2 separate regions of the Triticum aestivum genome follow, and region 1 is linked to region 2. Evidence: chromatin contacts called from public Hi-C data. All regions are on one chromosome and are shown on one strand. The core of a region is the stretch at or near the end of the contact, and the rest is flanking DNA. Distances in the headings are between cores, read along the strand shown.

Region 1 (4,120 bases), core at 1,151-3,650, 380 kb before region 2:
CAACATGACTATCTATTAAATATTTTCATTTTTTCACATCCGAGAGACATTGTTACCAAGCATATACCTAAATGCAATAGATGGAAAGAAGATGGAGTGCGGGACACATACCTTTGGTGCAGATCCAACTTCTGCCTCATATATTGGGATGTCATTCTTACTTACAATCACGAAACATGCTGTACTTGCCATTTCCAGCAACAGATTAGTTCCACTCTGACAGCAATCTTCAGATGTTGTAAACAAAATATTACTAAGTAAGTTTGATGGTTGGGAGGAAATACAGTTGAGCATAGAAACTAATCATCAACAAAAATCCAATGCACCACTACCCTAGCTCAAGGATAACATTAATAAACTCAAAACTAAGAATGAACATGTTATCAGCATCTAGCCAAGCCAGATAGGATTACATTTTCCCCCTCTATCCATGTGCCAATTTGTTGTTAATCTATCTTTAAGGCTGTAACTGATTACTGATGAGCATGCCTTCTGTTGCTTTTTACTAAGAACCTTTAACTGCAACTGAATATCATCTCACTTCTGTGGGCTAACACATTTTAGTTATGGCTCTGTTGCTGTTAAGACTCAAGCTGTGTTTGTACCGAAAACTCTGTACACTTGTGCTTCTACTAGGAATAGTTTTTATTGGTGTTAAAATCATAGTTCAGTGGAATAATTCCCAGTTGCTCAGATGGTAGAGACTGGAGCATGTGTGAAAAACTGACATGAAAAAGGTGCAGATTCATAGGTTTTATCTAGTTTTATTTCCAAAATTTCAACATTTTTTTTTGAAACAGAGGGCATCTCCCAGTTCCATTAACATGAAACCATGACTCATATAGCAAAATTTCAACAATTGCTCACTGCTCAGAGTAGAATAACAGCATAAAACTATAACAGCTACAACTTATCCTCCTCAAGTATGGGTGAATTTGTGACTTAAGTTGATACTATGGTTAAACCAAGTCTGGTTGAAGAAATTCTAGGCATCTCACTACAGATGTTTATAGCAATCTGTGGCAAGAAACGCCAGCTTGCGTCTTAACTGATTACTGATGTGCATGCCTTCTGTTGCTTTGCACTAAGAGACTTTAACTGCAACCAAATATCATCTCACTTATGTGCGCTAACACATTTTAGCTGTTAAGACGCAAGCTGTGTTTGTACCAAAAACTCTGTAAACTTGTGCTTTTACTAGACATAGTTTTTTTTTGGTGTTGAAATCGTAGTTCAGTGAAATAACTCTTAGTTGCTCAGATGGTAGAGAATGGGGCATGTGTGAAAAAACTGACATAAAAAAGGTGCACATTCACAGGTTTTTTCTAGTTTAATTACTAAAATTTCAACAATTTTTTTTTTGGAAATAGAGGGCATCTCCCAGTTTGATTAACATGAAACCATGAGTTGTATAGCAAAATTTCAAGCTCACTGCTCAGAGTAGAATAACAGCCACAAAATATTCTTCTCAAGTATGTGTGAGTTTGTGACTGAAGTTGATACTATGGTCAAACCAAGTCTGCTTCAAGAAGTTCTAGGCATCTCACTACAGATGTTTATAGCAATCGGTGGCAAGAAATGCCAGCTTATACTCTTTCAAAATCATATTATACTATAGTATTGGATTGGAGATGGAAGGGGAGCCTTGGCGCAGCGGTAAAGCTGTTGCTTTGTGACCAGGAGGTCACGGGTTCGAGTCCTGGAAACAGCCTCTTGCAGAAATGTAGGGAAAGGCTGCGTACAATAGACCCAAAGTGGTCGGACCCTTCCCCGGACCCTGCGCAAGCGGGAGCTACATGCACCGGGCTGCCCTATTGGATTGGAGATATATTTCAAAATCAGAGGACTCTTTCGTTGAGGCCCCAAGTGATCTAAGAATGTATCAAGCACTAAGAAAACAAAATCATATTGGGTGGATTTGAAGATACTCTGATCTCTACAGACCAACACGACAAAACGATAATACACAGACTTTTGCATATCCCACCCATTCATCAGATCTCAATATAATTCTACTCCCACTGGTCCTCACTTGTACAGCAATTCCTTCTTGGCCCAGTGGCTTTGTCAAGATCCTAGGTCTAGCTAAAAATAGCGGAGTCAGTATTCAACTGTACGTGATGTTCCCGATTCAACCACACTGCTGCTCCCTGTTGGTTCTTTTAACAAGCTATCCGCTGCTGATTAACCAAAGACTAAACTGATCCATCCAAACCTAAGAAAACTCGAGATGGGGGAGGAGAAGAGTAGGAGCTGCTCACATGGAAAGGGCGGAGGGAAGGCCGCAGAGTCTCCGGTCGCCGGAGCCGCCCGCCAGCGTCTTCCTGCTCGCGCCTCGGGAGAGATCAGAGGGTGGGAGATCTAAGCGCAACGAGTAATGAGACTTCGCCCTCTTTCCCGTTCGCTAGGTACCTGCCGCCTCTGGTTGGGCCGGGCCGGGCCGGTGCGTTGGGCACGCAGAGTCGTGGGCCTGCTCGAGCCGGTACGTTACAGACGACTGGGCCGACGTCTCGCGGCTGAAATCTCCACCGGTCTAGCCTGAGACCTCCGGCGAGACGCCGGCGGCAGCAGCAGTAGAGCAGTGTAGAAGCGTCCGGCCGCGTCGTATCACCGGCGAACTCGCTACCGACGGCGCGGGCCTTCTGCAATCTGCCTCCGACAAGCTAGTGAGGGTTCGTGTGATGAGCTCTGTGCTTCCGAGTCCCGAGCGCTGAACTGGATCTGAAGCGTGGTGGCTCTCTCAGGTGGGGTTCCCGGAGTTGAGAGCCCCGCCTTGCGGGATGGGAAGGCTGGCCGTCGCCGCCGCGGTGGCCGCATGGGCTATCCCGATCGCCGCCTTGGTTGACTCCATCGTGCCTGACCCCTACATGGTGAGTCCTCTTGCCACGATATGCATGTCTAATGTCACTTCTCACTTGCTTATAATCTGATGATGAAGTATGGTGGTATTAAGGCAATCTAGTTATCTGAAGAAATGCTAATTGGGAAACAACGATTCCTTTCGTTTCGCAACATCGTCATGCGTTAGGATTTATTTTTCACTGAAAATCACATAGGGTCTGAAGTTGCAACTACGCTTGTTTGCCCAATGCTGTTTATACAAGTAAGATATTAGGCACAAACATTTGCATTAATATGATAGCATTGGTTCTCATGTAGGAAAACGTCATCGTTTGCATGAAGGGATTTTGTGAGTTATATATAGTTTCATAGTTAAATAGAAAGTTGAGTTCTATGGAGAAATTAGATTCAGCAAGCAGATGTGGGGCATAGGTAGAGCTTTAGCAAGATCTTTAGGGTTCATACTTTTGTCTAATCTCGCTGTATTCTCATTCTGAAGATGTGTATAGCACAATATGCTTCCAAATAGAACATGATAACATATCCGCTACCACTTTATTGTTTGTTTTTAGGATGAGATATTCCATGTTCCCCAGGCACAGCACTACTGCCGTGGAGATTTCTTGACTTGGGATCCCATGATCACCACCCCTCCTGGCCTGTGAGCTTCAACTACTCCTCATTGCTTCAAACTCAAAGTTTTCTTGTGACGAACTGCTGCAATTTTGCAGGTACTACATTTCTCTAGCATATCTTGCTTCCCTGTTTCCTGGTGCATGGGCTATCAAGGTAGCAGAGGCATTTGACCCCCTTTGCACCACAGCACTTCTCCGGTCAACTAATGTTATAATGGCAATGGTCTGCGGTGTTCTTGTCCATGACCTGCTTCTGTGTATCAAGCCAGGAATTGGCAAGACGAAGGCAACTGCTTATGCTATTCTTGTAGCGTTGTATCCTGTCCACTGGTTCTTTACCTTTCTGTATTATACTGATGTCGCATCATTAGCTTCAGTTCTTGCGATGTACCTGTCCTGCTTGAAGAAACGGTTTTGGGTCAGCGCATTGGTGAGTGTTTGAACGTGGTTCTTTATAGCTTCGGTGAGATAAGGTTGCATTTTGTGGAGACCATAGCATATACATTATTTGTTGATTTATTGTGCTCACAACAGGAGTTTCTTTAGCTTGCTTGAGTTGCAGGAAGTTGTACATTCATAAAATTTATCCATAGCATACTTGATGGTGAAGATTGTTGATTCATAAGAAAATGTTCAGTGCCCCA
Region 2 (4,226 bases), core at 96-2,595:
TAGATGTTGCACGTGTCTCTTGACAAAGGAACTCTTACAGGTGATGTCTACGGGAGGCTCCGTATCACAAGGTGTGGATTTTCTGCGGCGAACCTTGCCATAGCCGCCTCATCGTTATCATCGGCGGAGGCTGCTGCATGACGAGCTGGTCCTTCTTCTCCTCCTTGCGCGACAGAATCCGTATTTGGGAGCGAGGAACTCCACCACCTCCTACCTCGTGACGTCCAAAAAGTTTAGCTCGGATTTCGACTCCAGGTACCTCCAAGCCTCAGTGTCATAAGCGCGCGCCGCGAGCTCTAGTGCCTCGAATATCCCGATCCGGTGCCAACATCCCAATGCACAAGATCTCCGTGGCATAGCGGCCGGACGACCGGAGCTGAATGCCGGGGAAACCCATGCCGCTCCTCAGCTTGGCGTTGCCGCGTGACATCCTCAAATCGGCGGTGGCAGTGGAGCGACGACGGACTAATTCGGTGGTTCAGCGGCCTGCCAGACGCAGAGACTATGGATCTGCGATGGGGCAGTGAAGTGGCTACCGAATGGGGTGGAGCGGTGGCTGATAGGGCGGAAGGGGGCGTTGACGATGGTGCCCATATTCGGCAGCAGCGATGATGTAGGGGAAGCCGCGGCAGGATGAAGTTTGACGTGCGCGGGCTTCGCGCGACCACGATATTTGTTTTGCGGCAACCGACTACTGCCATATATTTACAGCATGCGAGGCCAAAATAGATGCCGTAAAAATTTACAGCACGGTTTAGAGATAGGGCAGCTCCTAGAGCATCGTTTTTGATACGAATGCCTAAAACCGGTTGTTCAGGCGAAAGTCATCTTCATGCTGATATGGTCTGTTGAGATGCTCTAGTGCCCGATGTCACGTGTTTTCTCACCGCAACAAAAAGCAACATCAAACGTGTTCGTTTTGTCCCGTCGCACCAAAAAACTGACACATGCGGCTGCTGACTCGCACGCGATAGCAGTACTTCTGGACGACGAGTGTACCAGCGAGAGGCGATAAATAGCAAAACTGCGGTCGTAAAGCCGCGGGGCCCACGTGCACCCCCGCACAACGAACATCCCTCTTCGGGGTCACAAAACCGGGGTGCCGTGCGCCCGCCCGCCACGGTGGTGCCCCACCCCCTTTGCCCTTATCCCTTCCGCTTCCTGGTGGCCCCCGTCCCCTCGCTCACCACCCACCATCATCCGTTTCCTCCGTGTCACCGGCTGTGGGTCCAGAAGGTCCGCGGCCCCCGCGTGTCAGTGACGCAACCTTCCGTAGCCCCGCGTACCGTTCCAGCGCCCCGCGACACGTGGAGCTCGCACGCTGCTCCCCGGCGCTCGCTATAAGCCATTTTTCCTCCATCCCCACCTTTCCTCCTCCCTCCCCACTCGTGGCCGGACCTGACCTGACCTCGCGTCGTCACTGTCGCTCGCGAGACTTCGCCGGATTGGAATCAGATACGGCACGACGGCGACGATTTCAGCCGCCGGCTCCGTCGAGCTCCGCTAATCCGTGGCTCAGCCCAGCATCAGGTGGCTCCGGTGGCCTGATTCGACGCCCGATCAGGTAATTTCACCTCCTATGCAATAATAACTAACTTTAGGCGCGAGTGCGATTCTCTCGGCTGCTGCTGATTTCGTCCAGCCTCCGACGTGCTCTCCTCCGTCTCTGCTCTGATCCTCTCTTCTTCGGCTATCCCAATCCAGAGATTTGGGCATTTTTGCAGTTCGCTCTGCCTGCCGTCCGCGATTTGCAGAGCTTGGTGCGGACGGAACCTTCGATACTGTTGCATATTTGCAGGGTTCTGTGTTCTGTTCGGCATAATCATCCGCAGGGGCTGGTTGCTCTGTTCGTGGGGCTCAATTGCGTGTAGGATTGGTTGGCGGTGTGTGGTGATTGGACGCCCAGGCTCAGTTGCGTGAGAGATGAACACTTCACTCGAAACCGACCACTTGCATTAGAATCGATTGCGTGGGGGTTTGGTTTTGTCTGACTGCGTCTGCATACAATCTTCATCTTCTGATAGTAATTTCCTTACTGCGGTGCAAGTCAAGTTTATTGATTATATTAGCAATCTTCTGATAGTAACTTCCTTACTGCAGTGCAACTCAAGCTTATTGATTATATTGACAATCTTCTGATAGTAATTTCCTTACTGCGGTGCAAGTCAAGTTTGTTGATTATATTGGCAATCTTCTGATAGTAACTTCCTTACTGCAGTGCAACTCAAGCTTATTGATTATATTGACAATCTTCTGATAGTAATTTCCTTGCTGCAGTGCAAGTCAAGCTTACTGATTATATTAATTTATTGATGATGCAGGATGGCGTTGAAGAAGGCCAAGTCGTAGTCACGCCTGGAATGGATGCTAGGGAATCGAGCCGTGGCCAGGAAGAACACGCACCTCTGAGTCTATCCATGGTCCGTGACACTGTACGTCGATCCATAGACTTGAGGCAGTGATCAGGTTTTGTTCAGTGCAAGAACTCGCCATGGGCAGTGCCTGCTCAAGGAACAGAGGCCAGGTGGTCCATGAGGATCAACTGTACAGCGTCAAGTTCTCCAAGAGCGGCAGCTTCAAGTGGCTGCTCCACACGCTGTCACGCAGCAGCTCTGATGTGCTCCGGAAGGCGCAGGGACCGGGCCCAGGTCGCCGCCCGTCGCTGGTTGAACTTTGCGTGGCCAGAGTCCGTGAGGTAATCCTGTGACCTCATATCTTCAGAGTTTGGCCATGCGATGCCTCTTCTTGGCTGAGTTGATGTGGGTGATTGCAGGACATAAGTAGGTATTCAGATTTCTCCATGCTGCCTAGGGATCTTAGCCAGCAGATATTCAACGAATTGGTGCGGTGTAGCTACATCAATGAGGAGTTGCTGGGAGCTTTTCGCGACTGTGCTTTGCAGGTGAAATTTTGGTGCCTGTTTGGTAAACTGTTTCGAATGAAATAGACAGTGATGTTTTGTCTTAAATACAATTTTTAAGGCGAAACAATGGGAAAATTCCCCACTGAATTTTTTATTAATATGGGTTATGTACAAAAGAATGATGAATAAAATAATAGTACAAGTCTAGCTTATCCCTGTTAACTATGAACAATTACTTGATGTAAAATTAAAGTTCCCGTACCATCAATCAGGCCTTTATATGTAAATGTATTTTATTTTTCTCGACAAACTCTTATGTGTATTATCAGGGAGTGAAGAAAGGCATCTTATCAGACATTCATTGTTGGTTTTTCAAGGTTCACTCAGTAATTTAGAATGCAATTCTTTGTCAAGCTTGTCTTGAGCTTGTTCCTAGAAAGTAAAAATTACTTTGGTAAATTTATCCGGTAAGAATGAAAAAGTCCCTATTCCTTAGGGAAGCCCATTTAATAGACCATTTGAGATCACTTGGGTAGCTAGCTACCTTATTCCTAGTCAGATGGCACTTCTTGCTTAAGGTAAATTGCAAGCCAAGCCACCAGTTTGCTTGGTGAGCTAGACCAGAAAAGAAAAACTTGAAGGCTTCTATCGCGCTCTGGGACGAGTTAGCCTTATATGTCAACCAATTAATCTTCCACACTATTCGGTATCAGGATATTTGTCTGGATGAGTACCCTGGAGTGAAGGATGCTTGGATGGAAGTAATCGCTTCTCAAGGGCAGTCCTTGCTATCTGTTGACATCTCTTGCTCTGATGTGACTGATAGTGGATTGAATCTTCTCAAAGATTGCTCAAATATGCAAAGTCTGGCATGCAATTACTGTGATCGAATTTCTGAACATGGACTTAAAACAGTGTCAGGTAAGTGATGACAATAGTCCAGTAGCTGTGCGAGTCTGGGGGGTGAATGTTCATTTTTATGATGTATGATGTGTGTCTTCATTTTGCAGGCCTCTCAAACTTGACATCGCTCAGCCTTAAGAAATGTGCTGCTGTTACAGCTGAAGGAGCAAAAGCCTTTGCCAAGTTAGTTAACTTGGTAAATTTGGACCTTGAGCGATGCCCAAAAATTCATGGTGGCCTTGTTCATTTAAAAGGTGGCCTTTTGTTTCCTGAACCAATTGTTTGTAAAGCATGCCCAATCACCTAATTTATTCCAACTTATACATTTCCATTTCCTGACATGTGATACATACATTTGTTTGTAGTCACTATAAGAACTGGCATGCGGCCGCTCAATAGCAAGTAACTCCGAAAAACTACTTGCCTCTGTTGCAATAACATAACATTCTTTTACAGGCTT

Evidence for each region. A called contact is a pair of places that touch in the nucleus more often than the background predicts.
Region 1: a Hi-C map of leaf shows a contact between it and region 2, with 3 times the contacts expected there. The contact joins the promoter of LOC123053825 here to the promoter of LOC123053821 in region 2. A contact is called at or near these places in 2 of 5 Hi-C or Micro-C datasets (both in leaf) and 1 of 1 datasets of contacts at active chromatin or transcription factors (leaf).

Annotation. Positions count from the first base shown.
Region 1 is chr2D:461,597,577-461,601,696 of IWGSC CS RefSeq v2.1, reverse strand. LOC123053825 (trafficking protein particle complex subunit 2) reads right to left here and starts at 2,400. Exons shown (of 5, transcript XM_044477402.1): 1 at 2,262-2,400; 2 at 112-227. The coding sequence starts at 192. LOC123053822 (dol-P-Glc:Glc(2)Man(9)GlcNAc(2)-PP-Dol alpha-1,2-glucosyltransferase) reads left to right here and starts at 2,367. Exons shown (of 7, transcript XR_006425867.1): 1 at 2,367-2,870; 2 at 3,414-3,502; 3 at 3,573-4,120.
Region 2 is chr2D:461,219,567-461,223,792 of IWGSC CS RefSeq v2.1, reverse strand. It overlaps LOC123053821 (putative adenylate cyclase regulatory protein), which reads left to right and starts at 1,345. Exons shown (of 16, transcript XM_044477391.1): 1 at 1,345-1,564; 2 at 2,322-2,695; 3 at 2,774-2,902; 4 at 3,577-3,784; 5 at 3,874-4,020; 6 at 4,223-4,226. The coding sequence starts at 2,492.